Linked DNA regions of Mus musculus: all the other regions are linked to region 1. Evidence: chromatin contacts called from public HiChIP or PLAC-seq and promoter capture Hi-C data. All regions are on one chromosome and are shown on one strand. The core of a region is the stretch at or near the end of the contact, and the rest is flanking DNA. Distances in the headings are between cores, read along the strand shown. Region 1 holds the start of Tep1 (telomerase associated protein 1). Region 2 holds the start of Supt16 (SPT16, facilitates chromatin remodeling subunit). Region 3 holds the start of Hnrnpc (heterogeneous nuclear ribonucleoprotein C). Region 4 holds the start of Zfp219 (zinc finger protein 219). Region 5 holds the start of Arhgef40 (Rho guanine nucleotide exchange factor (GEF) 40). Region 6 holds the start of Armh4 (armadillo-like helical domain containing 4). Region 7 has its middle 46 kb from the start of Armh4.

Region 1 (3,384 bases), core at 389-2,888:
TGTTGTACAGCCATCACTTTTAACCATCTTGCTGCCCCCCCCCCTTTTAGATTTATCCAGGCGTAATTCTAAGGGGACAGGGGGGAAAAGGGAAAGCAAAAGCTTAGAGAGAAGCCTGGCATGGCATAGCGGTGACCTGTCTAGAATCACAGCTGAAAAGGAGACCATAAGAACATGGAGGCCAGCCTGGGCTACATAGCAAATTCCAGGTCCACGTGAGCACTGACACTCTCTTTCTCAAAAGAAAATGTGTCTTGCTATTCCTCTCATGTCCCTGTACTACAAGGAAAAAAAAAAAGTAGTGAGGGCTGGGCTGGCATACACCTGCACTCCCAGCACTTGAGGCCGAGGCAGAAGGGTTAGGAGTTCAAAGGTCATCCTTGGCTACATAGCAAGTTAAAAGATCAAAATCACCCTGGAATATAGGAGACTTTGTCCAAAAAAAAAAAAAAAAAAAAGGTGGGAAGCTAGAAAGATAGGTCAGTTGATAAAACATCTAGATGACAGTAAGGCTCAGTAGTCTATGACTGTAATCCCAACACTGAAAGGCAGGCAGATTCTTACATCAAGCTGGCCAGCCAGCCTACCAAAAGTAACTCGAGAAGCAATAGAATAAGACACCTGGTGTGGAGTTCTAGTCTCCACATACCCGTATATATATCCGCATATGCACATACTCTTGCACACACAAACAAACACATACACACATATACACACCCAACGAGTAATAAGGAATTTCAGAATTAATCCAATATGTATGTATGTATGTATGTATGTATGTATGTATGTATGTATTGAAACAAGGTCTCACTAAAAAGGTCTGACTGACCTGGAACTACTATACAGATTCCAACTCACAGAGAGCCACCTGCCTCTGCCTCCCCAGTGCTAGGATTAAGACATACACAGCCACATCTGGCATAATCCAAGAGTGAAAAACAAGTTCTCAATTAAAATTTTAAGTTAACAGAGAAATAAAGACATGTAATTTTTTTCCTCTCTGGAGTTTATAGAGATTCTGATTAACTTCTGAAAGCTTAAAAGTTCTTCCCCAAGTTCCAGAGATAACTGGTATTGATAGTTTTATACTGACATTCTGTGTATACACTAGTTTGTATGTATACCTGCCTCCACTCCTACCCCGGTCCCTTTTCTTTGGCCTTGCACCTGAAGCCATACTTCAGACGCTATTCTTTTCTTAGGAAGTCGTGGAGGCCTACCGCGTTGGCACCTTAGTGTCCATTACTGTTAAACGTGTCAGTCTAGTGAGTTTCTGTTGCCAAAAGTGATCACAACACTCTTCATTTGTTACAGTCACTCCCTCCTAGGATTCTTTAAGGCAAAAGGAACCCATTCTCTCTGAGCATCTATCCCTCCGCCCCACTAAGGCCACCCCACCTCCCTGCCAGCCGCCCGGAAGGACTAAGCGGCTGCACCACGCTCGCCCAGAGGTCCTTCCGGGAGTCCAGCTGACACAGGTCTCGGCCAGGGCTCTACCTGCGCTCAGGATTGGAAAAGCTGTGCGCAATGAGAGGCGCGTTGGTTCTCCGCAACGGGGAGCAGAAACCGGCCTGGGTCAGCCAGTGGACTGGTTGGAAGCAGAGAACTGAAAGAAAACCAACACCCTAGTGAGGCCAAGGGGTGAGGCTGGGCGAGGGAGGGGCGGGGCTGGGGGCAGGGCGGGGCTGAGGGCGGGGCTGCCGCGTGTAGGATATCGCAAATGCCGGGATTATAGGGTTGTGCTAACCACACCCGGTTTGATTTGCACAGTTTAGGGATTTATACTTCCGGCTAGGCCAACTTTACCAACCGAGTTGTATTTCCACCCAATACAATCATGCTCTGATGCTATTATGTATCCTGAAAATACCCCAGAGGCTTATGTGCTAAAATCATGCCAGCCTTGGGCAGCTGTTGGGAGGTGGTGAAACGTTTAGAAAGAAAGATCGCTGAGAGTGTGCCCTTGGCTGACCTTTGAAAGTCAGGCCCCTTCTCTCCCTTTTGCTTCCTTTCATCCACCATGAAAGTAAACAGTTTCGTCTGTCGCCACCCCACTCAATCCCACTCCACCCCATCCGTGAACTGCTTTGCCACAGGCCAAAGCAAGAGGGTCAAGAGATCCTTGACTGAAAACCTCTGAAAATATGATTCAGAATGGTGGCACACACATGTAATCCTAGTACTTAGAAGGCTCTGGCAGGAAGATCAAAGAGTTAACTCTACTCATGCTATTTGAGTTCATTATGTTATCTTTTTGTTACTGCGACAAACTACCTGAGATAATAAACCAAACCCTTTTGATTGTTTCTTTCTTTTTCAGACAGGGTCTCTCTATGTAACCCTGGATGTCCTGGAACTCACTGTTTAGACCAGGCTGGCTTCTGACTCACAGAGATCCGCCTGCCCCTGCCTCCCATCTCCTGGGATTTAAAGGCATACCCCACCACCAACCACCACGCCCAGCAACAAATTTTTTTAAATTTTGATTTTGGGGATTTGGGCTTTTATTTTTAGACAAGGTCTATCTATATAACCCCAGCTGGCCTGCAGCTCACTATGTAGACCAGGCTGCCCTCTAATGGCTCAGAAATGAAGAGAATCTGTTTTTGCAGAAGGCCTAGGTTCAGTACCCAGCACCCACATCATGCCTCACAACCATTGGTAACTCTAATTACCCATGGTGACCTCTTCTAAACTCCAAGAGCACTTGGCATGAAGGTGGTGCACAGACATACATAGAGGCAAAACTCATAAATACAAAGTGGAGTGTGTGGGTGGAGGTCTGTTTTGTATGTAAATTACTACTAGCCAGGTAATATACCCTTATAATTCCAGAGATTTTAAAGGCTGAAGCAGAAGGATCTCAAGTTCAAGCCAGATTCCTTAGGGAGCATTTGCCTCCATAAAATAAGTAAGTGAGTAAATAAATAAATATAAAAATGAAAAACCCCTAAAGATAAATAGTAATTTTAATAGATTTTGTTGTAGTTCCGAGACAGGATTTCTCTGTGTAGCCCTGGCTATCCTGGAACTCAGTCTGTAGACGAGGCTGGCCTTTAACTCAGAGATCTGCCTGCCTCTGCTTCCTGGGTGCTAGGATTAAAATGCATGCCACCATCTCATAGCCCCATGGATTTTTAATGTGCATGAATGACTGGCAGAATCATTCAAAGTTGTAAGCACAAGAATGCCCCTCACTGTAGAAGTGCTCTGCACAGTTACTAAGGGTCTAGCACTCTTAAGTCCCACCTACTAAATATTAAATGCTAAAAATTATCCTAATTGTGAGAAATAAATGTGTGTGTGGGGGGGAGAGAGAGAGAGAGTTCTAAAACCATCCCTAGAACGCAATACCATCCATATTAATAGCCATCAGTCTTAATT
Region 2 (3,384 bases), core at 334-2,833, 1.3 Mb after region 1:
CTTAAAAATAGCTTGATGAACTCTGGAAATAGAGAAAACACCAATATGTTTTTAAGGGGCTAGAAAAATGCCCAGTAGTTAAAATCACTGGTTGCCCTTCCAGAAGACCAGGTTTCACATGGACCTAAACAGCAACTAAATACCTTCTGTAATTTCAGTTCTAGGGTATCCCACGCCCTCTTCTGGCCTTCGCAGGCAATGCATGCAGGGTATACACAAACATACATGAATGCAAAATACCCATAAATATTAAAAAAAAAAAAAAGCTTTAAAAGTTTATTATTTCAGGGCTGGCTGTAGAAACGGGGGCTTTTGATTATCATCATTGCATACATCATAACACAGTGACAGTAAATATTCCCTGGATAGGGATATAGCTTAATGGTAAAACACAGAGGTGGTGGTAGGGCCAATCCTCAGGACCAAACAATATAATTTTGTGATAGAGACCACTAAGTCATCTAAAAAAAATTAGCCAATAAAGTGAAAAACCCTATATTATTTTCAGCACGCAATGCATCTTGCTTAAAAGATACATAGGCTTTTTTCTGATGAGGCAGGAAAAACAACCGACTTCAGTAAAGGTTCAATTTTATTTACTAAATGACGAGCCGATTGATACAGTCTCACTATGAAGCACAGGCAGGCTTGAAACTAGTCATTTTCCTGCCTCAGCCTCAGAAATCATGGGATTACATGCAGGAGCCAAGAATGGAGAGGACCAATCAGTATAAGATAGTTTACAAAGCTGAAACCGGAGTTGGTATTTTTTCAGAGCATTTTCGGCTTTCTTTTTTATCAGTTCTATTTCCCCTCACTCACAAGGTTCAGAGCCCAGACGATAGACCGTTCAGACAGTATGAAATCAATCAAACACTTGTGAAGTTAACAAGTTAACTAGCAAAAAAGTAAGTTTGAAATTATGATTATAAAACAGGGAAACTGCCCAATCTTTGGAGAAGCCCTGGAACTTCCACAGCGTTTTCCTCAACACGTGCCCCCGGTATGCTGCCGACATGGGAAACCGGCTTTGAGGCGTCCCATCAATTAATTCTTAGGAGAGCCCGCAGGTTCCCAGCGCTGGGTCTGTGACCCACGCAGGGCCTAAGGAGAAGCAGCGGGGCGCGGGAGCAGCATTTCTCAACTCCAGCAGAGGCCGGGGAGCGGGGAGCGCCAAGAGCTCCGGGCACAGCTTTCGCGCCCCTTTCCCGCAAACGGTAATTGTGGCGGGACCTGGGCGGGCCGCTGTGGCCGCGGGGCGGGCCAGGCGCGTGCGGACCCCGCAGGCGCAGCACGGCGCGGCGAGCCGGACGCTGCCGGGGCAGGCGGGAGCGCGGCGGAGCCGGAGGTTTCTGGCTGAGGGGGAAAAGGGCGCCGGGAAGCAGGCTATTATGGGATGTGGGGCTCCCGGGGGCGCGGGGCTCCTTACCCGCCAGTTACTGTACAATCTCTTCACTCGCCGGTAGTACGCGTCTTTGTCCAGAGTCACAGCCATTGCCCTGGACGCCGCTTCCCGTCGGGCTCCGAGAATCACGCGAGGTCCCAGCTCCGCCACCCGCGCTCGGCCCGGAATCCCGCACTCTCTGTGACCCGGAAGTACCGACCGCCCGGTATCCCCTTCCGCTTCCGGGTCCCTAGAGCGTCGAAGATTTAAAAAGCGAAAAAACCAAACCCACCGCTCGTTCCGTAGGGTGGCGGGAGGAAGGGCAACCGAGGACGCAAAAGTGAAGTCAACAGACCGAGGTGCAGCGCGGGCTCGCGGGCTCTGGAAGCTCTCTCCGGCGCCAGAGGCTCCCGTCACGTGACCCGCCCACTTTCCGAGCTCCGGGCGCTCTGGGCGGCGGGCAGAGGGAGGGGAGCAGAAAGAGCGGGACCCGCGTGCAGCCAGGCGCAGGAGTGAGTCCTCTGCCCCAGGGCAGGCCAGTGACCGCCCCGGGGAAGGCACTCTCAACCAAACACTGCACCCCAGAGGGACGGAGCCCACCTTCGCGAATAAGCTGCGCGGTGGGCAGCAGAGTAGGAAGGAAAGGTTCTGTTTTCCTTTAAGAGATGGGCCGGTAGGGTGGAAGGAAACAAATGGCTCGGAGTGGCTCCTAAACTTTGTAGTTCTTTCCAGCCTCGCGAAGACCCAAGTTGTGAAGGCACCCTTTTTGTCAGCGTGTACTTTTGCTGTATTTCATGAAAAGCCACATTATTCTCTGGCTTTCCCCAAGAATAGTTATCCTGACTAATTGAAAAAAAAAATATGGCTCTTGAAATTAATCCTCGTTTAAGAATGTGAAGTACAATTCAAAATATTTTACCTCTTTATCTTGTATCATTTCCTTGGCTTTAACAAACGGGATAACCCGCCATTATATATGCCTATTGAGGACTACAAATGGCTTTTCTATTAGTTGCAACAGTATTGAACTGTAGGAGAATGGTGTTTAAATTACGCAGCAAAAAACAGTACTTATATTGTGTTTAAGGAAACAGAACATAGGAAGAATGGAAAAGGATTAACTTAAATTTATTAATGCCAAGGGGAAGGAAGGTAACAGTTCCTGACCCTCCAGCTGTAGCCACAGTTTGGCCAGGAACAGGCTCTGCCAGAGGCTAGGGCCAGCGCTACATAGTCTGTGGTTAATGGAGGCGTCTGGGGAGGGGTGAGCACACCAGCTGCTCTAAGCTCCTTTGCTTCCCCAGAAACGAGGAAGTGGTCATTTATTATTTTTTTTTTTTAGGAGTTCCCCTGCCCACCCAATCCTCTCAAAATTGGGAGCAATTGGGTACAAGTTTTTTGTTTTTTTTTGTTTTTTGTTTTTTTCTTTTTCTTTTCACCTCCTGAAGTCTTGGGTTTCCCCATATTGTTCCCTGCCCCTCCCACATTTCCAAAGTCCAAGGGCCAGAGTAAGGGATTCCAGCAGCCACCCATCACGGGTCTATATGGGGCTTCAGTCGTCAGCATCTTCACTGGAGTCTGAGTTGGCTGGCATCATAGGGTCATCAATGAGTGAGAAGTCCCGTTCTGAGCTGTCATAGCCCTGAGATAAATCATCATCTTCTTCATCCTCCTCTTCATCATCGTCCTCAGGTTGCAGTGTTGGTAACCGCAAGGCAGTACCAGAGGTGGTAGTAGCTGGTGAAGAAGGGTAGCCAGTGGTTCTCAAGCCTGGATGGTGATGGTGGTGATGGTGGGGGTGGGGATGGTGGTGGTGATGATGAAGCATGGTGCTGGAGTCTACATGAGGGGGTGCTGCTGCACCCATCACAAACGGCATAAAAGGCAGAGATGCAGAAGTGGTACTGCTGTGACCCAGAGACGACACAGACTGTAGGTTACTACTGCTGTGTTGAAAGGTGTTATGCAGAGACAGGGACCCAGTGCTTCCACCCTGCATC
Region 3 (3,384 bases), core at 274-2,773, 1.2 Mb after region 1:
ATACAAAAACCCCATACTCTTAGTACCAGGGATTGAATCCAGGTCTTCCTGAATACTAAGCACTAACACTAGGCTACATTAAAAAGAACTCAACACCTAGCCGGGCGTGGTGGCGCACGCCTTTAATCCCAGCACTCGGGAGGCAGAGGCAGGCGGATTTCTGAGTTCGAGGCCAGCCTGGTCTACAAAGTGAGTTCCAGGACAGCCAGGGCTATACAGAGAAACCCTGTCTTGAAAAACCAAAAAAAAAAAAAAAAAAAAAAAAAAAAAGAACTCAACACCTACAAGAGAGAAACTAATTTGTTTTTAAGCACGGTTTTACTATGTAGTCCTGGGCTGCCTTGCAATGGGTAAGGGGTCCTGTCTCAGAGCCTCCACAATACAAAGATTACTGGCCTGCACTATCATACATAGCTATAAACTGCCTTTTTGAGTTTTAGAGGGATAGGACTAGTACTGAGGTAGCTGTAAACCCTTGCTGTGCCTTTTAATTATTGTTCCCAAGTCCAGCTTGAAATTTTTCTGCTAACATCCGTGTCAGGTCCCCTCCCCCCAAAAATAAGCCTTTCCCCCTATTTATTTATTTACGAAACAGAGTTTCTCTGTGTATCCTGGGCAGTCCTAGAACTCAAAGAGATCTGCCTGTCTCTGCCTCCCAAGTGCTGGGATTAAAGGCGCGCACCACCTAGAAACTCAGTGAAAATACTTGACCTGTCTAGTACGATCCTGTCAACCGCTTCTAAGGCTCAATTCTCTCTATGACAGTAGTACCTACCTCAAGTTCCACTAACTTATGATTTGTAACCTGCAGATAAAATGTGAGCTGTAATTATTCCAATTAAAATTAATCTTCCGCACTTCCCTTTACAAACACAAGCACTCCGACTTTTAACCATTTTACCCCTAGAGGAAAAAAGTAATGATTACTCAACCTATTGTTAAAACGCCGTTCAGATGCCATGTAGCCAGCCTGGAATTTAGAAGCTTCCAGTCCGACACCACCATGTTATCGCTCCCCTACCCCCACCCAGCGTCTATCTTCGGAAGTGATAACGGAATCCGTAAGATATCCCCGACAATTACATCAACAAGCATTTCGTTCTTCGCTTTCTTGGTCCCCCCTTGGAATCCCTGATGGGCAAAGAAAATCAAAGTAGCCGTTAAACCCGAGCGCGCAGACAGGGTATTTTCGTACGCACCGTGGCCTGGAGGTCACTAGGTTGACTCCGCGCCAAGGCCGAGGCCCTGTTGCCTCCCGCATGAGACCCAAGTCCCCACCGCACGGGAACAAACGCGGCCTCGGCTTCTGCCGCGAGGCCGGTTTCCCCCTTACACACGCTGGCGGGGCCCAGCAGCCCAGGGCCTCCCCTGCACTCGCCCCCTTCGCTTACCAAAAGGAAGGAGAGAGAGAAGAGACCGCCTCTCCTACTGCGAGTCTACGCCGAGACGCCGGAGCTACAACAGCGAAGAACCACACGACCGTTCGCTCTCCGTCTCCTCACAAAATGGCCCCCGAGCTCCTCTGCCGCCGAGGCGAAAGTCCAGCCCCCGCCTCGTTCCTGGAGGCGTTCCTATTGGCTGTGACTTTTCTCGCTCCCGCTCCTAATTAGCGAGCGCTACCGCTCCTCACAATTCCGTCCAATCATAATCCGAGGTGGGTTGGGCTAATTGCGAGAATTTCCACATGCGTAACAGAGGCTAGTTAGTAATTGGTTCAGCTTCATGCCACTTAGTGACTGACGGATGGTTATTGGTCAATGTACCAGACGGAAAGCTGGGTGGAATTTTCGCCTTTGTATCGCGCACAGCTTCTCATCCGGGTATCCGGCGGATCTGACTGACGGCCGCATCGTCCTATCAGTGCTTCTGAGAGCTCCCAGGTCCGGCCAGATCACCGCATTTCCGCGGCGCGGGGGTGGGAGAGCCTGGGTGGAGTCTGGTAGCGGGTGCAAACGGCCTGCCCTAGCCCCAGGCCTAGGAAAAGGGAAACGCAAACAAGCTTCTGAGAAGGGAGGAGAGTTATCTCTAGGCCGTCTACTAGCTCTGCAGTTATTATCAAATTCAGATCCCTTCTTTCTGCCAGATTCTATAAGCTGTTGGGAGGACATGGCCTTCTCAGTGAACAGCTCCCCCTCCAAACCAACTGGGTTCTGTAGTTCTCTCCTGCAGGAGCAATTACCCGACCTCCTATAAACCCGCTTCCTTGTCCCAAGTCGCCACACAGTCTGCAAACCCAATGGCCAGCCACCTCAATTTCCCACTTTCTAGAATAGACTACTTAATCCCCTCAGGTTTGGTCTGCCACTAAAGCTCTGGTTATACTGTAGGAACATTAAATACACTGAAATGTATATATAGCTTACGGAGAAAAGGAGATTGTATCCCAGAAAAATTTCCTGATTTTTTTTAATCTTTAGATCTTTAAACCTTTGCCTTTTTCTTTCTTTCCTTTTTTTTCTTTTTTTTTTTTTTTTAAGAAAAAGATTTATTTACTGTTTTTATATGAGTACACTGTAGCTGTCTTCAGACACACCAGAAGAGGGCATCCGATCCCACTACAGATGGTTGTGAGCCACCATGTGGTTACGATCAGGACCTTTGGAAGAGCAGTCAGTCCTCTTAACCTCTGAGCCATCTCTCCTGCCTAGCCTTTGTCATTTTCAAAAGATTTATTTTATGTAAACCAGTCCAACGAGTTTATGTGTTCCCAATTTTACATCTTATTTTTAAAAAGAAAAGTTTGGGCTAGGTAGTGTTTCAAGTGCAAGCCAGCCTGGTCAAGTTTCAGGACAGCTAGAGCTATAGAGTGAAACTCTATCTTGAAAAAACAATAAATATAAGTAGGTAGGTAGATTGACAGACAGACAGACAGACAGATAATTGGGGAGCCAGAAAGATGGCTTAGCAGTTAACAACAACTGCTGCTCTTCCAAAAGACAGAGGTTCAATTTACAGCACCCACAAAAGGGCTCATCGTATAACTCCAGTTCCTGGAGGTTCCAACACCCTCCTCTGGCCTCTGGGCACCAGGCACACACATCATACACAGGACTCTTTTTACAAATTAAACAAGACTCAGTGATCGGGAGCTTGCTTAACACACCCAAGGTCCTTAGTCCAATCCCCAGTACAACAAAGTAAGAGACAAATAGAGAAAGAGTGGAGATCTGTGTGTTGCTGTTAGGGAAAGCTTCTATTTCTCTCTCTCTCTCTCTCTCTCTCTCTCTCTCTCTCTCTCTCTCTCTCTCTCTCTCTCTCTCTCTCCCTCTCTCTCTCTCTCTCTCCCTCTCTCTCTCTCTCTCTCTCTCTCTCTCTCTCTCTCTCTTCCCCCTGAGACGAGACGGGGTTTCTCTCTGTGGCCTTGGCTGTCCTGGAACTCACTTT
Region 4 (3,384 bases), core at 317-2,816, 1.2 Mb after region 1:
CCTTGGTTGACCCCAAAATTTGCTCGCATCTGTTTTCAGGGCCTCTCTGAGATGGAGGAGGTTTCTGGTTTGGAGAATGGTCCCGTGGTGGCTAGCACAGGAAATAGGACGGATGAGTGAGTGGGCAAGACAGGTGCCACTGTCCCCCTACGCCAAGGGGGACATCTCCAGGCACTTCTGCGTCTTGCACCTCCCTTGGACTATAACTGGACTTCCCCCAGAATGTGCCTGAAGCCCAGAGTGCCCTCAATTTCCCCTCAACCCAGGCCCATTTCTCTTCTCTTCCCCACTAGAGGGAGATAATTTCTGGACTAGAGACCTCCCTCACCTCACGCCTCGTCAAGCAGCTTCCTCCCTTGCATTCTTCGACTTCTTCCTCCCTGCCTCTCCATCCAGCTTCATTTCACATCTGCCTCCTCTCACTGTTCACCTTTCACAATCCCATCCACTCCAAGCCGGGTTGCTGCACCAGCCAACCCAGAATCCGCGTCGGTTGTGCTCCAGGTCTCCCTTGGATCCGGGTCCTGCCTAATTCACCCGAGACTACAAATCCCAGGATGCCCCGCTACCCCGTGACCTACTGCAAAATAAAGAGCCTTCCCTCGGCGGCGGGGGCGCTGTGCATCTGCTGAGTGACGCCAGGCGCTGGGAGCAAGGCCTAGCCGAGTTTTCCTCGGACGCGACCACTGGCCCCGCGTGCGGGGAGGCGCCGGGAGGGCCGTCGCGCACAGAGGCGCCGCCACCGCGGCCAGGTCACCGCCACCGGCTGCGGGTCTCTAGCCCTCGTGCCCGCAGCTGCCGGTACTGACAAAGGCTGGGGGTCGGCGCCGGGCCAAGCCGCGCTTCCCCTGGTGCTGCCGCCGCGCCCCTCGCGCGAGTGCCCAGGTTCAAAGTCCTGAGACTTGGAGCGCGCGCGAGAAGGGGGTTGGAGATGATGAGTCAGAGGCGCCGGCCCTCCTCGCCCCCTCCCCCCCGGGCCGGGAGCTGGAGAGGACAGGCTGGCTGGGCAGGCGGGGGTACCGACCTAAGACTTTCCCGCCTCTAGCGAGCACGCTGGTGGACCGAGCCCGCGTGGCCGCCACCCTTTCCAAGGCGGGAGCAGGACTGCGCAGGCTCAGCCTTTCGGCCGCCCCCGGCGGGCCTTTGATCCCTGCAGCGGTACGGTCGCTGAAGCTCTTTTTGTACTGTGCCCACACCACTTATGACCTCTGCAAGTGTACAAAGATGATAGACTCGGTTGGTTTGGGGGAGCGGAGAAAGCCCAGGAAAACGGTGGATCCCAATAGCACCGGGGAGAGGGGGGACAGCTTAGTAGCTGCTAAAAAGTAGAGATTGACTAGGCCTAAGAGAACTCACCCCAAATTCACATAGTGCCCGGGATGGGTGTTCGCCTCACATTCATTTTTGTTCCCACTTGAGAAGGCTTCTTTTCCCTAGAGAATGCTGCTTCTCCGGGCTCAGGCAAGCCCAGGTACCAGTGAGGCTAGAGCGCAGCCTGGCTGGCTTGCCTTGACATTGCAGTGGCGCCAGCTGCAGATCCTTTCTGTTTGTGACACCTTGGGAGTGGTAATAGTCGCCCTATGACAAAGTTACGTGTGAGTATTAGTGGGTGGAGACAGATCTGGGATCAGGCTCTGGAATGGAGAGAACGCAATCCGGGCCTCCTCCATGTTTTCTCTTCCCCCAATCAAACTGCAGGGATAGTGAAGGGCTCTGAGAAAAGAATATTTTTCTTCAAAGTCAGGACGTAGTGGCCAAAGAAACTATAAAGAGAAAACAGCAATTAGCTGTCTTCCAGCTTTTACCGCGGTAATCGGAAACCTGGATATTGCATTCTGCATCTTAAGAGAAACTCAAGGACCGTATAAATGGGTCTCTTAACAATGCTGAACACTCAGGGCCAAAACCTCTGGTTTTATTTCTCATTACTTTGTGTCCAGAATAACCGACAAGGGCCTTTGTTCATTGTAAATTATTAAGATCCTAAGATGCTGGAGGCTCAATTTTTTTTCCTTTTCTTTTCTTTCCTTTTCTTTTCTTTTCTTTTCTTTTCTTTTCTTTTCTTTTCTTTTCTAAAAGGCAGGGTCTCACATGTATCTTTGCCTGCCTGGAACTTGCCATGTAGACCTTGATCCACATGCCTGTAAGTGCTGGAGTTAAAGGCACGTGCCACTCACCATGCTTGACTGAGCCTTACTGTATGAAGACCCTACTGTGTCACCATAAGTTTGCCTCCCCCACTACATCGTGAACTAAGTGTGAAGAATTGTTTATGAATTCTGCAGTGCTGCTCGCCAAATGGATACATGTTAACTTCCATCACAATTGGTTGGCCAAATTAAGTCGTAAAGCCTCACTCAGTTTCCTGGGGAAGATACTATAGAATATGAGGGGGAGCAAACAATTTAAGGAAAAGGTTGGAAATTTGTGGTGAAGCTTGAATGGCTCCGCAGTTGGGATTTGTCTACTAGCAACCATGCCTATTTCTCCTTGTTTAGTTCAGTGAGCTTCCGTGTGAAATTCTTAGTGGGAGAAAAACAAGACCAGGCGTCAGGAGACCTAGATTCTGGCTCTGTTGCTTGAGCGCATAAGATCTGTCTGAACTACACTTCATTTGCATGGCCATTACACCATGCTTCTTCTGCTTATCTTACTGAATCATATGGCGAAAATAGAGTCATGCACAAGACCTCTAAAATGATGAGGCCCTTGAGAGGTGGAAAATAAATTGTCTAAGAAGGCAGATAATGGTGTAAGTGAGTGAACTAGATTGCCTGTGAAGTGAGAACTGCTGGGAACTCAGCAGTACACACTGCTAAATGGATGTCTGTCCTCAACTCCACCAGCTACTGCCGTGGGCAGCTCTGGCTCCGGTAGTGCCATGGTTTCCGGATTTGAATAGAAGTCAGAAATTTAGAACACTCTTATTTTAAGTATTAATAATAAAAAAAATGTTTTTTTTAATTCAAGGGTCAGATTCAGCCTATAGTTCAGTAGACTGAAGTGTCAAGTTCTGCATTATGCAAATAGATGGCAAAAATTTGGGTTGAATCCTGGCTCTCAGAAGGCAGAGGCAGGAGGATCACTCTGAGTTCAAGGCCAGCCTGGTCTACAGAGCTAACTCTAGGACCTCTGGGGCTACACAGGAAAACTCAATTGTTTTGAAAAACCAGAAAACAACTAGAAGAATTGGGGGGTTGGGATGTACAGTGCGGTTTCTGTAGCTCTGGTGAAACACACCTGTGTTGGAGGGGTTAAACATGAAACTACCCCTCTAGACATTGCTTTCCAGGAAAAGGTCAGTTTGCCTGCGGGGGGGTGGGGGTGGGGGGGGATATTTTGCAATACTGGAAGAGAGTTTTGATGGTCAGCTGGGAGTGGGGT
Region 5 (3,384 bases), core at 292-2,791, 1.1 Mb after region 1:
CCAATAAGGGAAGGTTCAATCGTTCCAGACCGAGAATGGGTGAACTAGATTTGATGAGTAAGGTTTACAGAAAATCCTCTGAAAAAAAACTTCCCTAGAAGGCCTCTACAACCTGCTGCTGGGCAGTATTTACCAGGCAGACACCAGGGGGTAGTAAAATCTCACTCTCTTGGTCATTAATAACAAGGAGACTGAAGAGTCTACCTTAACTGGAAGGTTGGAGATAGCTCCACAGTTCTTGCCGGTTAATCACAGGGTTTTCCCTGCTTGAGATTCTTTTTTAACCCTATGAACCAGAGGGCTCGTGTCATCCCCATGAATTAAGTTTCTCCCTTCTCCAGACCCACAGGAAAAGGGGCAGAATGTAGCATCCTAAGATGAAAAGAGCCTGTCATGGAGGCCCTTTCTTCTCCTCCTGCTCCAAGCCTCATCGACTGTATCCACTACCACACGTCTTCTAAATAAACTTTACCCTCTAACTGCAATGCCAACACCTTCACGATCTCTCTGGGAAATGAGTACCTTTCAGATCGCCTCCCAAATGTCCACCTTTTGGACCAGTCTGTGACTCAGAGACAGGCAGGGCAACCCCTTGATGTGCTGCGGTTCCTCAAGCCTTTTTGAGAGACCCCACTCGGCCTTCACTTCCATGTAGAAGTGATACTCGAGTTTGTAGGTGAGGCAAAAAAAAAAAAAAATTAAAGGAGCCTAGCCCCTTTTGTCTGAAGTGTAAGATAATAGTCACTGCCAAAAGCCCTAGCATATGGGCCACTATCGCCCTGCAACAAGAAGGAAAGATCTGACATCAGTACTAAAGCGTGGGGTCTAATCCGGGAACTGTTGCTTCCCCTTCTCTAACCGCAGAGCAACAGGGGTCTAAGGTAGAGAAAAAGGCAAAGGCAGCGTGGAGCAACTCCGCAAACGCCCCCAGACCCTACAGAGGGATCCTGATCCCGGGGCCCTGGCCTCTCAGCCGTGACACATATCCCCCCACCCCACATGCCAAGCCTTTACTTCGTAATTCCCCTCATCCCCCGCCCTCCCCAGGCTGCACACAGGAGCCCATTGTAGTCTCATGGAGCCTTGAGACCCAAGAAGGTGGAAGGGGAAGAAGGGCGGGCAAACGCCCAAGGCTTGGGGGAATACCCTAATTTCCCGGCCTTCAGCTCTACCTAAAGGGAACTAAAGGCTGTGGATCGACCTGGGCCCCAGGACCTTGCCAAGCCTTGCCACGGACCGGAGATGTGTCATGGACCCTAGAGATGGAAGAAGGCTTTTGGCCGCCGGGCAACCTGGGACCTAGGCGGGTCCCCTGCAGGGTCCCGAGCTGAGGCTGAACTGATCCCGCAGAGCGAAGAAGACGCGGGAAACCCGGGGCGTCCTCAGCTGGGCGGTTCTCGGAGGGGGCGGGGCGGGCTGGCAGCAGACAGCCAGGGGAGCGGAGGCGAGGCTTGTGGCCAGGGTTGGGGGGGCTTCTCGGCTGGGGTCCCGGGCTGGGCGGGGCGGTGCAGGCGGCCGTCTCGGCCCTCCCTGGCGGGGCCCCCGCGGCCTGGGCTGCCGAACGAGCGGGGAGAGCCGCGGTCGCCGCGCGAGTTGTCCTGCAGCTAGACCCGGCGAGACTGAGCGCCCGGAGGGAGGCGGTGGCTCACCCGCCCCGCCCGCCCGCCGGAGAGTGGGACACCTCCCGACGCCGAGCCATGGTGAGTCCCGCGAAGCACCCCGGTGTCCCCTCGGCCTTCGCGCAGCCCGCTCCGGGCCCCCAGCCCCGTGCCTCTTGTGCCCGCTTAGCGCTCCTTGGCGCTTCGGAGACTCTCCACCCTCCCATCCCCCCTTCTTTTCTTCGATCTGCGGTCCTGCTGCCTGCTCAGTCCCTACCGAGTATTGCCATGACCCTTTCTTTCTTCTGTGCCACCTCCCCATCCTTCGATGGTCTTTGCACACATCCCACCCCCGGTCTTTTTGGTCCTACCCAGTCTTCTTTTGCTGAGTTTTCCCTCCCCCTCCCTATCTCAGTTTTTCACTCCTGGAGACCCTCTGCGAGTTGGTCTGGCGGCAGCCCTTGAAAGGGCACTGTCCTGGGTCATGAGAACTGACCTGCCTGGAACCACCATTTTCCATCCCAGTCCCCAAACCCGGTGAGATGGGCCCACCCATCCGGCCCTGAGGGACTAGCCACAGCTGTGGCTGGGCCAGGGCCAAAGGGCATGTCCAAAGGGAAATTCCCTCACAGAAAGGGGGCTGTTTGGGGGTGGGTAGGGGGTGTTCCGCAGTACCAATGGGCGTGACGTTGCCAGAGCCAAAACCATAGTTTTTGGGACAAAGTTCCCCGAGGTTCATGCAGCTGCAGGGAACTGAGCTGTTCCTGACAGTGCCTGCCTCAGAGCACTGTCGCTGCAGGGAGGGATCTGGATGGAATCCTGTAGAGCAGAGGCTCGGAGAGCAGCAGCTCAGGGTACCAGAAGCCCATGTCAACCAGAGTGAACACTAAGCCCGGAACTTTCCGGCCAGAAGTACTATGAAGTACTACGGGGAGAGCGCCCACTGCCCAGGCGGGTGCAGCCTATAATGCTCATTGCAGAGTGGAGGAGGGGGAGAGGCCCTGCCAGGGCAATGTCTACGGAGAGTCTGGGAAGCATCACCCTGCTCAGAGGGTTGGAGCAAGACAGGAACTAGGCCAGTGAGCGCTGACTCAGTCTCGCCCGTCGTTTGGTCCCAGCCGACCAGAGGCCTGGTGTCTTGGGCTCCTGCCCACCTCCGCCTGCTCCAGACCCCTCCTCCCCTCCTGCCGAGGCCGTTTCCTGTGGCTGCGACTCTTGTTCAGCCATGAGCTCACCGCCCCTAATGGGTTGCAGCTGCTTCGCTGCTCAAGCAGTAGCTCCCCGGATCCTAACTTCGGAGCTCGGGCCCACCCAACCTCACCCCTACCCTTCTTCCCACCCACGTACACAGTCCTGAGAACACTGAGGGTCTGTCTGCTCGCCCACACCTTGGAGCCAAGTTTGGGCTCTGATAACACAGAATGCTGGTCTCTGGGGTGTCTGAATACCCTAATCTTCCCAAACAGCCGGGATTAAGCAACTCTGGCTGGAGAGATTTCAGAGTAAAATAAGTAATTTTTGTCTTGGGGTGGAAGCAGAACCGTCTGCAATGGGTAGAGAGCTAGTAAATGCAAAGAGAGGTAGAGAAATAAATACTGCAAAATACTTTCCTCATTTACAGCAAAGACATCTGATAAACGGAACTTAAAAAGCCATCTTGAGAGAGATATGGACATGCAAAGAAGTAGACCCCAGAGTTGTTGTTTAGGAAGTGAGTGAAGAAACGTAGCCCAATGAATGATTCACTTAGGGAGTTGGTCAGTACGGGACACGACTTAGTCTTTGA
Region 6 (3,384 bases), core at 235-2,734, 1.1 Mb before region 1:
CTACATTGCCCTAATTGGCTCTGTTGCTGTAGCTACCTTAGACTTGGTGAGCCTTGGGGAGTTTTGCAATCAATATTAAGGCAGCTGCATAAGTGTGTAGTTCATTAGTCCAGCCGATGTCACAAATGCTACTGTATCCATAAGAGCAAACCAGGCTGGCTTTATAACCCTGAACAATAGGAGCAGCATTCTGACCCTGCAAAGCCTCCCTCTGGACTCCGACTCTTAGTGAATGATGCTAAGGATTTGCTGACTTCAGCTGCCTGCTCAGAAGATGCTTAGCTGAAGGAGACACACAGGGGCTTAATAGACTTCACATCAATAAAAACACAAAAAGAAGGGGGAGGCATGCAATTTCTGACCACGTATTGGTCCTCAGTGAAGAGCTCTTTCAGAACTCTGTGGGTGGTTTTCTAATCTTCTCTGAAATCCTCTTAGGTTTCAAAGGAAAACTTGCAAAGAAAAAAACATTGCAGACACTTGAAGAAGCCTTCTTTGCTATATTCCACAAGAGAGCTGCACTTTAATTTGGTACCCAAGTTTTCGTTCTAAGGAGAGGAAAGAATGTCTCATCTTGGAGAGCCCTGAATTCTTTGGCTGCTCCCTAGTTTAGCCAGGGTTCTAGTTTCCACAAGATTAGAATCTATATTGGCCGGCCTCTGTCAGTGACCAGGACACACATGCTAGGTCTCAGTGCCTCAAAACTGTGCTCTGTGCCTTGCTTGAGTGCCAAGCGCTGCAGAGTTTTCTCCCAGCTTGACCCCTAGTTCGTTTTTTTTTTTTTCTAATTAGGTTAAGTTCCCAGGGAGTGTCCTTCATTTGTCCTGGGGTACCCAGGAGAGCAAGAAGGCTCCCTGACATTCCTGCATCAAACATTCAACTATTTTTGTTTTTGTTTTCTGTAAAGTAGCAGGACCCTTTGGGGAGGCCACAGCAGTGCGCATTCGCTCCTCCATTGCTAGCTCTTAGTGGTACAGGAACACTGGGACCCAAGCTTTGAAAATGAACCACGGTCTTGAGGAACTTATCTTCCACAAGGTTGAACTGTAAGGGGAGGGGAGCAAAAGGAGCAAGTCCACACAAAAGCAGTCAGCCAGGAAGCTCTTCCTGTACAAAGGTTGCTCCCAGGTGCTGAGCAGCAAGGCTGGGTTGGACCAAGTAGTGCTGAAAGCCTTTCCCCGGCCTGCAAGATTCCTCCAGGGCTCACGGAGCTGTCCCTGCTCAGTCAGAGCCTGGGTACTGTGTTCCGGGAGGGTGCAGGGAGCTCCACCCTAGGGCTGCCCCACTCACAGAGCAAGCCCGCGCAGCCTTGGAATCCCGCCCCACCCCTGCCTCTCGCCAGGTCTGCAGAAGCCGGGCTTGTCCTCACCTGGAGCATTCAGCACAGCTGAGCGCGAAGGAAAGTGGCAGCGCCAGTGCCAGCCATCCCTGCCACGACTCACGTAGAGGCCGCCTACACTCCCTTGGCTGTCTGGGATGCTAGAGGGAGGGCGCTTGGCTTTGTTGTTTATTCATAAGACTGCAGCTAAGGCTAGGGATTGGCCAGCAGATAGGTACGCCCGCCTCTCTTGCAATGACGAGCTCAGTCACCACGCCCCTACAGTTTTGTGGACTCCGCTAACGCACAGGGCTGGATTAGAGTAGGACACCCGAGCCCGGGGCCCTTCAAGAGACCCTGCCCCCAACTGTCCCTCTTCACATCCTTGGCTTCTGCTGCAGCTCTCGCTACACTTTCAGAGAGGACACCAGATCACTGGTCCAACCAGAGCAGGAATTTCTCTGGTGTCTTGTAAACAAGCGGCACTCAGTCCTCAGATGCAGAGTGGTCCCTGTGGGAAGAGTGGGCATCTTGGTGGAGCTACTAATCAGAGGAACTCTGCAAGAACTGTTCCTGTCATTCAATCACATGTGCTAACTATCAAGTAGAAAATAAGAGTTAATAGGAGTCCGGGATTCTTTGCTCCTTCTGACACAAAGCAAGGTGCCATATAAATTACTGCATAAGAGCTGCACAAAAGCTCTGAAAATTAGAATGATCCCTTGAATGTTGAAGGTTCAGGACTACAGTTGGTGCAATGACCTAAGGCAGGGTTGCCCTTGCCTGTTATCTTTGAGCCTGTCAGGGACTCAGTTTCCCTTTCATTCTCCTAATTGTGAAGGGAAAGAAGTGAGGTTTAGAACAGGTCACACAGCACTCCCCCCTCGGTTCTGGTTCATAGGATAGCCTTTCTTCATGATGACCTTTTAAGGAGAGAGAGAGACAGAGAGACAGAGACAGAGACACAGAGAGAGAGAGCATGCACAAACGCACGCTTATCTTTGACGTATGCACCATCATCTTACTCTTCCAACTCCCCTTTACAACAGTTTGGTATATTTGAATGGAAGCCAGCAAGTGATTTTTGAATGGAATATGATTAAATTTAATTGATGGATGAAATCTATACTCTATACATGTGTTCAGCTCAATACATAATCCATTGTATGGTGACCAGGTCTCCTGCCAGATTAACCACACCCAACTAAGTGATATTTCAGAAGTTTCTTTTAAAGTCAATGGTTTGAAAATCAGGTCATGTCTTTTCATTATAAAATGTTCTATAATACGTATGGTAAGGTCCGAGCCAGCACACACACAAAAAAATGGATCAACTAAGCCCAAATTCTGGTAATTAAGAGAACTAAGGAAAACAACCCTAATGCTAAATATTGAGTCCAGAGTTCCAAGCTATGTATAAGAGATGGCAAGAGGATGCTATTCTCATTCCTCTCACATCCACAACCTGACCCATCCACAAACTTTATCTAATCAAAACTTCTTTGACATCCTCTTATCTCTGTTTATGTCTCTTGCCATGACACTCCAAAGTCAGAAATGCAGAGTGCCACTTAGACCCGCTTAATGCTGTCATTCTCTGAGGTAGCTCTTTCCCATGGGAACGGCTTTCTCTGCAGTGGCAGAAAATGATGTCAGCTGTGCAGTAAAGCTAAAACAATCTTCTCGAAGCTCATTTATAATAATTCTTTATCCTGCCCCAAACGGTCAACACTACTTTAAACAGCTCTACTTGGTAAGGTTTATCGCAAAAGCTGCTGTTAGTACACAGCAGGGATAAAAATCTATTCTACCCCACCTCATCACACACAGGATCTGTAGACCAGAAAAAGTGTTCTCTGCACATTAAAACAATAAAACTACACATTATGAATGTTACTCCCTTTAGTGGGTAAGGCAACAGATTGTATGTTGTGTGTGTGTGTAAATTTGCATAAATTCATATGTGTACACACGCCCACAGCTGTTTCCAAACAAGGCATCAAATTTAGAAACGGAGTTTGAGGACTTGTAGGTTTAGAAATTCTCTATTTAAAGAATTCTCAGTT
Region 7 (3,384 bases), core at 592-3,091, 1.0 Mb before region 1:
ATTTATTTTATGACTATGAGTATACTGTGCTGTCTTTAGACATACCAGAAGAGGATATTGGATCCCATTAAAGATGGTTGTGAGCCACCATGTGGTTGCTAGGAATTGAACTCCAGACCTGTTGGTGCTCTTAACCACTGAGCCATCTCTTCAGTACCTCATTTTACTTTTTAAAAGACAAGGTCTTACTCTGAAGCCAAGACTGCTTGGAACATATTATATTGCATATTATACTATACAACTATTTTATACTATACTATTGTAACTCATGCTCGAATTGAACTTGTGATGGTCCTCCTGTATCAACCTGCAAATTCTGATATTATAGGCATGAGCTACCACTCTTGGATCATACTACCTATTAATGTTTAAATTCGTATGTTATTCCCTATAAAAAGATCTGAGAAAGATGTGATTCACCTATCTAGATTTGGAAACATTAAATTTGTTCAGATTTTAATAGGTGCTGCCTATGTTTACTAGTGTATTTCTGCAGCCAAACTGCCTCTTTGTACACTGACAAATGTATCCTATTTTCTTTCCTTTTAAAAAGATTTATTTATTATTTGTAAGTACACTGTAGCCCCTGTATTCCATCTTCTATTCCAGAAAAATGTATTCCATGGAAATATTTCCTATGAAAATGGTATGAAAAGTCTAATTTGCTTCATTGTGTTAAGTTACTAAGGACAAATATTGATCTCCATCACACACACACACACACACACACACACACACACACACACACACAGAGTCTGTACATTCCAAATGAATCTTCTCTCCTAGACAGCTACAGTTAGCTTATGTTGTCTCAACTGACATCTTTACATCTTGCACAGGAGCAGGCTCAGCTCTTCCTAGTCGTGTGTGCACAATGGCCTGTCAGTGCCAGGTGCTGTGTAAAATGATGACTAAGTTCTTGTCTTTATGGTAATCATGTGTTTTCTGTCTCTTGCTGTTTGCGTGCTGTTTATGAGTCTAGTGCTCGTTTAAACCCCAAATTGAATATTTAAAACAGTGTCAATGAGGTGATGGCCCCCAATCACATCCTTCTACAATTTGCTTTGTTTTTGTGTACACCACTGGCACAAATTCTGTTTCCAAGAAGTGAAGGCTCAAAAGTATAACATATAAAATGTATCACCACAAAGTAGTATGTATCTCTCATTTTGAATAGGCTGACTCCTTTTACAGTTTCAAGAGAAAATCCACAGTAGTCAGCAGTTTTTGCAAAATCAATAATCAGCCTAGCCAATCTTTAGTTCATCTTTTCCATGGATGTGGAGTTTTATACACAGGTTTTACTCATCTACCTAAATCAAATATTCTTTACAGTAACTATTGTTGCTGAAATAACATATTTTATTCCAGATTGTGGGGCAATGGGCTACGTGCGTGCAGACAGCCTGGTTTCCAGCCCAGGCTAGATCTTGAACCCTGGGAACTGGTAGTGATAATTCACTTACATGGGATGGAAGGAGTTCTCTCATGTCTCCTGGATCCTGGCTCCTGTCGGAGTTCCCGCCCCCACAACCCCCACAGGAGAGGCGTGGCTATCAGCCACTTAGGAACGGCACTAAGCCCTCTCACATGCAAATAAGGTTTTCCCCAAACTCTCAGCCCAAGCCAATGAGAGGAGCTTGTTGTCAAACTCTAAATCACAGCCAGAACTGTATATAGGAGAGCCATGCAGGCAATGAAAGAAATTCGAGAACTATTCCTTTGTCTGACCCTTTTGTTCCAAGAGCTGTAACACTTGGGAAGAGATCTTCTCTCCCTAAGAGCCCTTCTGAGTTCCGCAGCATTCCTTCCTGGATTGTTGGCTTTTCAACGACCCAGGCTCGGAGTTACCTAGCGACCCGGAAGGCGTGGCAGAGGGTACATCTGTCTCCCTCCTGCACTCACTTCCCTTGCTAGGGCATTCCCACCCGGCCTGGATAGAGGTCTCCGTGGGAAACTTCTGGTACCTAGGCCCACACCAGGTAGCTCAAAACTCATACACATAAGGCTAGTTCAGCTTCTGTGATTGAAGTAGGTTATTTGTCTTGGCTCCAACCTTTTATTTTCTCATTAACCTAGGTTTAAGATTTATTTATCATGCATACAGCATTTTGCCTGCATGTACACCTTCAGGCCAGAAGAGGGCACCAGATTTCATTATAGATGGTTATGAGCCACCACGTGGTTGCTGGAAATTAAACTCAAGGACCTCTGGAAGAACAGACAGTGCTCTTAACATCTGAGCCATTTCTACAGCCCATTAATACAGCTTCAAATTAAATACTAAAGTGTTAAGGCTAGTTTTCAGGAAAATTTAAATAATATTTTCTATTAGACATTTTTGAAATTTAACGTTTTCAATAATATGGTGTGGATAAATATGGGGAGTTTCAAAATATGTTTATTTGTATTCAGAAGAGAGAAATAAAGTAAACAGAGAATTTTAAAGAAGCAACATCAAGGAATATCCCTTGATTTTTATATTTGTTTAGCTTGTGTGTGTGTGTGTGTGTGTGTGTGCTGCGTTTGGCATGCATGTGTCATGGTACCATGTAAAAGTCAATGGACAACTTTAGAAGTTATTTTCTGCTTCCATCATGTGGGACCCAGTGACCAAACTTAGGTCGACAGATAATTTTACTCACTGAATCATCTCACAGAACTATGAGGTTTTACTTAATTTTAAAAGATACCTCAAATAACATGTTTTAGAGTATTTGGTATTTCAGAAATTGAAAATGGAATTCTAATGAAAAACAAACCTCTTATTCAGCTTTCTGTGTCTCCTTCAATGAGATATAATATGAAAAAATTTAAAAGGTATCAAATTTCATCTCAGGGTTTGACAGGAAACTTAGTAGGTTTTACCATAGCAAAGGCTAGGTCTTGGGTAAATGAGTTTATAAGCAGGCAGAAAGGCTTCTGAGAAACATATTCTCTACCTTGGCTTTTAGGACAAAATTATGAATGGTTTCCAGAAAAAAAAATTCACAATAGCAACCCGCAGGCTTCTAACACTTTAGAATCAACCAAACCTGCAATCAGTAATAAGCAGCCACAAGTTACCAAGGGGCCAATCCGCTGTAACTGAACGACATCAGAAAAGGCAAGCTAAGTGCTGTAGAGGCTACACTGTCAGACACAAAGCATGAAATAAGCACTTACAGAGAGATGCGGAGAGAAGTCACAAACATGAAATAATAACAGGAGCTTGTAAATATGACCCAGCAGATGACAGGGAGAGTGTTAGGAGAAGAAAGAGAGACACTTAACACTTGGATTAGAGATAATATAGTCAGAAGAAAAGGACAGACCACTTCCAAAGAAACAAGAGGTTGAGAGTGAAGTCCACAGCAGACCACTGGAAACGTAAGCTAGAAAACA

Evidence for each region. Promoter capture Hi-C pulls out the DNA fragments that hold promoters and counts their contacts. HiChIP or PLAC-seq counts read pairs in DNA pulled down with a chosen protein or histone mark.
Region 2: a promoter capture Hi-C map of pre-B cells shows a contact between it and region 1. The contact joins the promoter of Supt16 here to the promoter of Tep1 in region 1. A contact is called at or near these places in 6 of 39 promoter capture datasets (the 3T3-L1 cell line, cranial neural crest, hippocampal neurons and 2 more) and 1 of 9 other capture datasets (adipose tissue).
Region 3: a contact with region 1 is called in a promoter capture Hi-C map of liver, with 5 times the contacts expected there. The contact joins the promoter of Hnrnpc here to the promoter of Tep1 in region 1. A contact is called at or near these places in 8 of 39 promoter capture datasets (the 3T3-L1 cell line, 3T3-L1-derived adipocytes, the C10 cell line and 4 more).
Region 4: a promoter capture Hi-C map of liver shows a contact between it and region 1, with 4 times the contacts expected there. The contact joins the promoter of Zfp219 here to the promoter of Tep1 in region 1. A contact is called at or near these places in 8 of 39 promoter capture datasets (the 3T3-L1 cell line, 3T3-L1-derived adipocytes, embryonic stem cells and 4 more), 1 of 484 Hi-C or Micro-C datasets (B cells) and 1 of 115 datasets of contacts at active chromatin or transcription factors (embryonic stem cells).
Region 5: a promoter capture Hi-C map of stem cell-derived epiblast-like cells shows a contact between it and region 1, with 2.4 times the contacts expected there. The contact joins the promoter of Arhgef40 here to the promoter of Tep1 in region 1. A contact is called at or near these places in 9 of 39 promoter capture datasets (the 3T3-L1 cell line, 3T3-L1-derived adipocytes, cranial neural crest and 5 more).
Region 6: a contact with region 1 is called in a promoter capture Hi-C map of stem cell-derived epiblast-like cells, with 3 times the contacts expected there. The contact joins the promoter of Armh4 here to the promoter of Tep1 in region 1. A contact is called at or near these places in 8 of 39 promoter capture datasets (cranial neural crest, embryonic stem cells, frontonasal cranial neural crest and 4 more).
Region 7: an H3K27ac HiChIP or PLAC-seq map of embryonic stem cells shows a contact between it and region 1, with 3 times the contacts expected there. The contact joins the enhancer-like site here to the promoter of Tep1 in region 1. A contact is called at or near these places in 5 of 39 promoter capture datasets (cranial neural crest, embryonic stem cells, hippocampal neurons and 2 more) and 1 of 115 datasets of contacts at active chromatin or transcription factors (embryonic stem cells).

Annotation. Positions count from the first base shown.
Region 1 is chr14:50,868,916-50,872,299 of GRCm38.p6, forward strand. It overlaps Tep1 (telomerase associated protein 1), which reads right to left and starts at 1,639. Exons shown (of 55, transcript NM_009351.2): 1 at 1,498-1,639. Gm26782 (a long non-coding RNA gene) reads left to right here and starts at 1,381. Exons shown (of 3, transcript XR_874615.2): 1 at 1,381-1,641.
Region 2 is chr14:52,195,656-52,199,039 of GRCm38.p6, forward strand. Supt16 (SPT16, facilitates chromatin remodeling subunit) reads right to left here and starts at 1,584. Exons shown (of 26, transcript NM_033618.3): 1 at 1,430-1,584. The coding sequence starts at 1,495. It overlaps Chd8 (chromodomain helicase DNA binding protein 8), which reads right to left. Exons shown (of 38, transcript NM_201637.3): 38 at 2,496-3,384. The coding sequence ends at 2,937.
Region 3 is chr14:52,102,498-52,105,881 of GRCm38.p6, forward strand. Hnrnpc (heterogeneous nuclear ribonucleoprotein C) reads right to left here and starts at 1,524. Exons shown (of 9, transcript NM_001170981.2): 1 at 1,392-1,524. It also overlaps a transcript of Rpgrip1 not described here.
Region 4 is chr14:52,019,167-52,022,550 of GRCm38.p6, forward strand. Zfp219 (zinc finger protein 219) reads right to left here and starts at 1,567. Exons shown (of 5, transcript NM_027248.2): 1 at 1,357-1,567. Tmem253 (transmembrane protein 253) reads left to right here. Exons shown (of 7, transcript NM_001033805.3): 7 at 40-621. The coding sequence ends at 120.
Region 5 is chr14:51,983,292-51,986,675 of GRCm38.p6, forward strand. It overlaps Arhgef40 (Rho guanine nucleotide exchange factor (GEF) 40), which reads left to right and starts at 1,542. Exons shown (of 24, transcript NM_198249.4): 1 at 1,542-1,700. The coding sequence starts at 1,698. Gm16617 (predicted gene, 16617) reads right to left here. Exons shown (of 3, transcript NR_045728.1): 3 at 3,098-3,384.
Region 6 is chr14:49,781,899-49,785,282 of GRCm38.p6, forward strand. Armh4 (armadillo-like helical domain containing 4) reads right to left here and starts at 1,485. Exons shown (of 8, transcript NM_026142.5): 1 at 1,370-1,485. The coding sequence starts at 1,378.
Region 7 is chr14:49,827,805-49,831,188 of GRCm38.p6, forward strand. No RefSeq gene overlaps it. Among named protein-coding and RNA genes, the nearest start is that of Armh4, 46 kb to the left of the region's middle. Within about 2 kb of position 1,842, at least 32 of the 459 cell types and tissues checked have an H3K27ac peak or open chromatin away from gene starts, as enhancers often do. A contact at or near this core is called in embryonic stem cells and stem cell-derived epiblast-like cells, where this site is marked.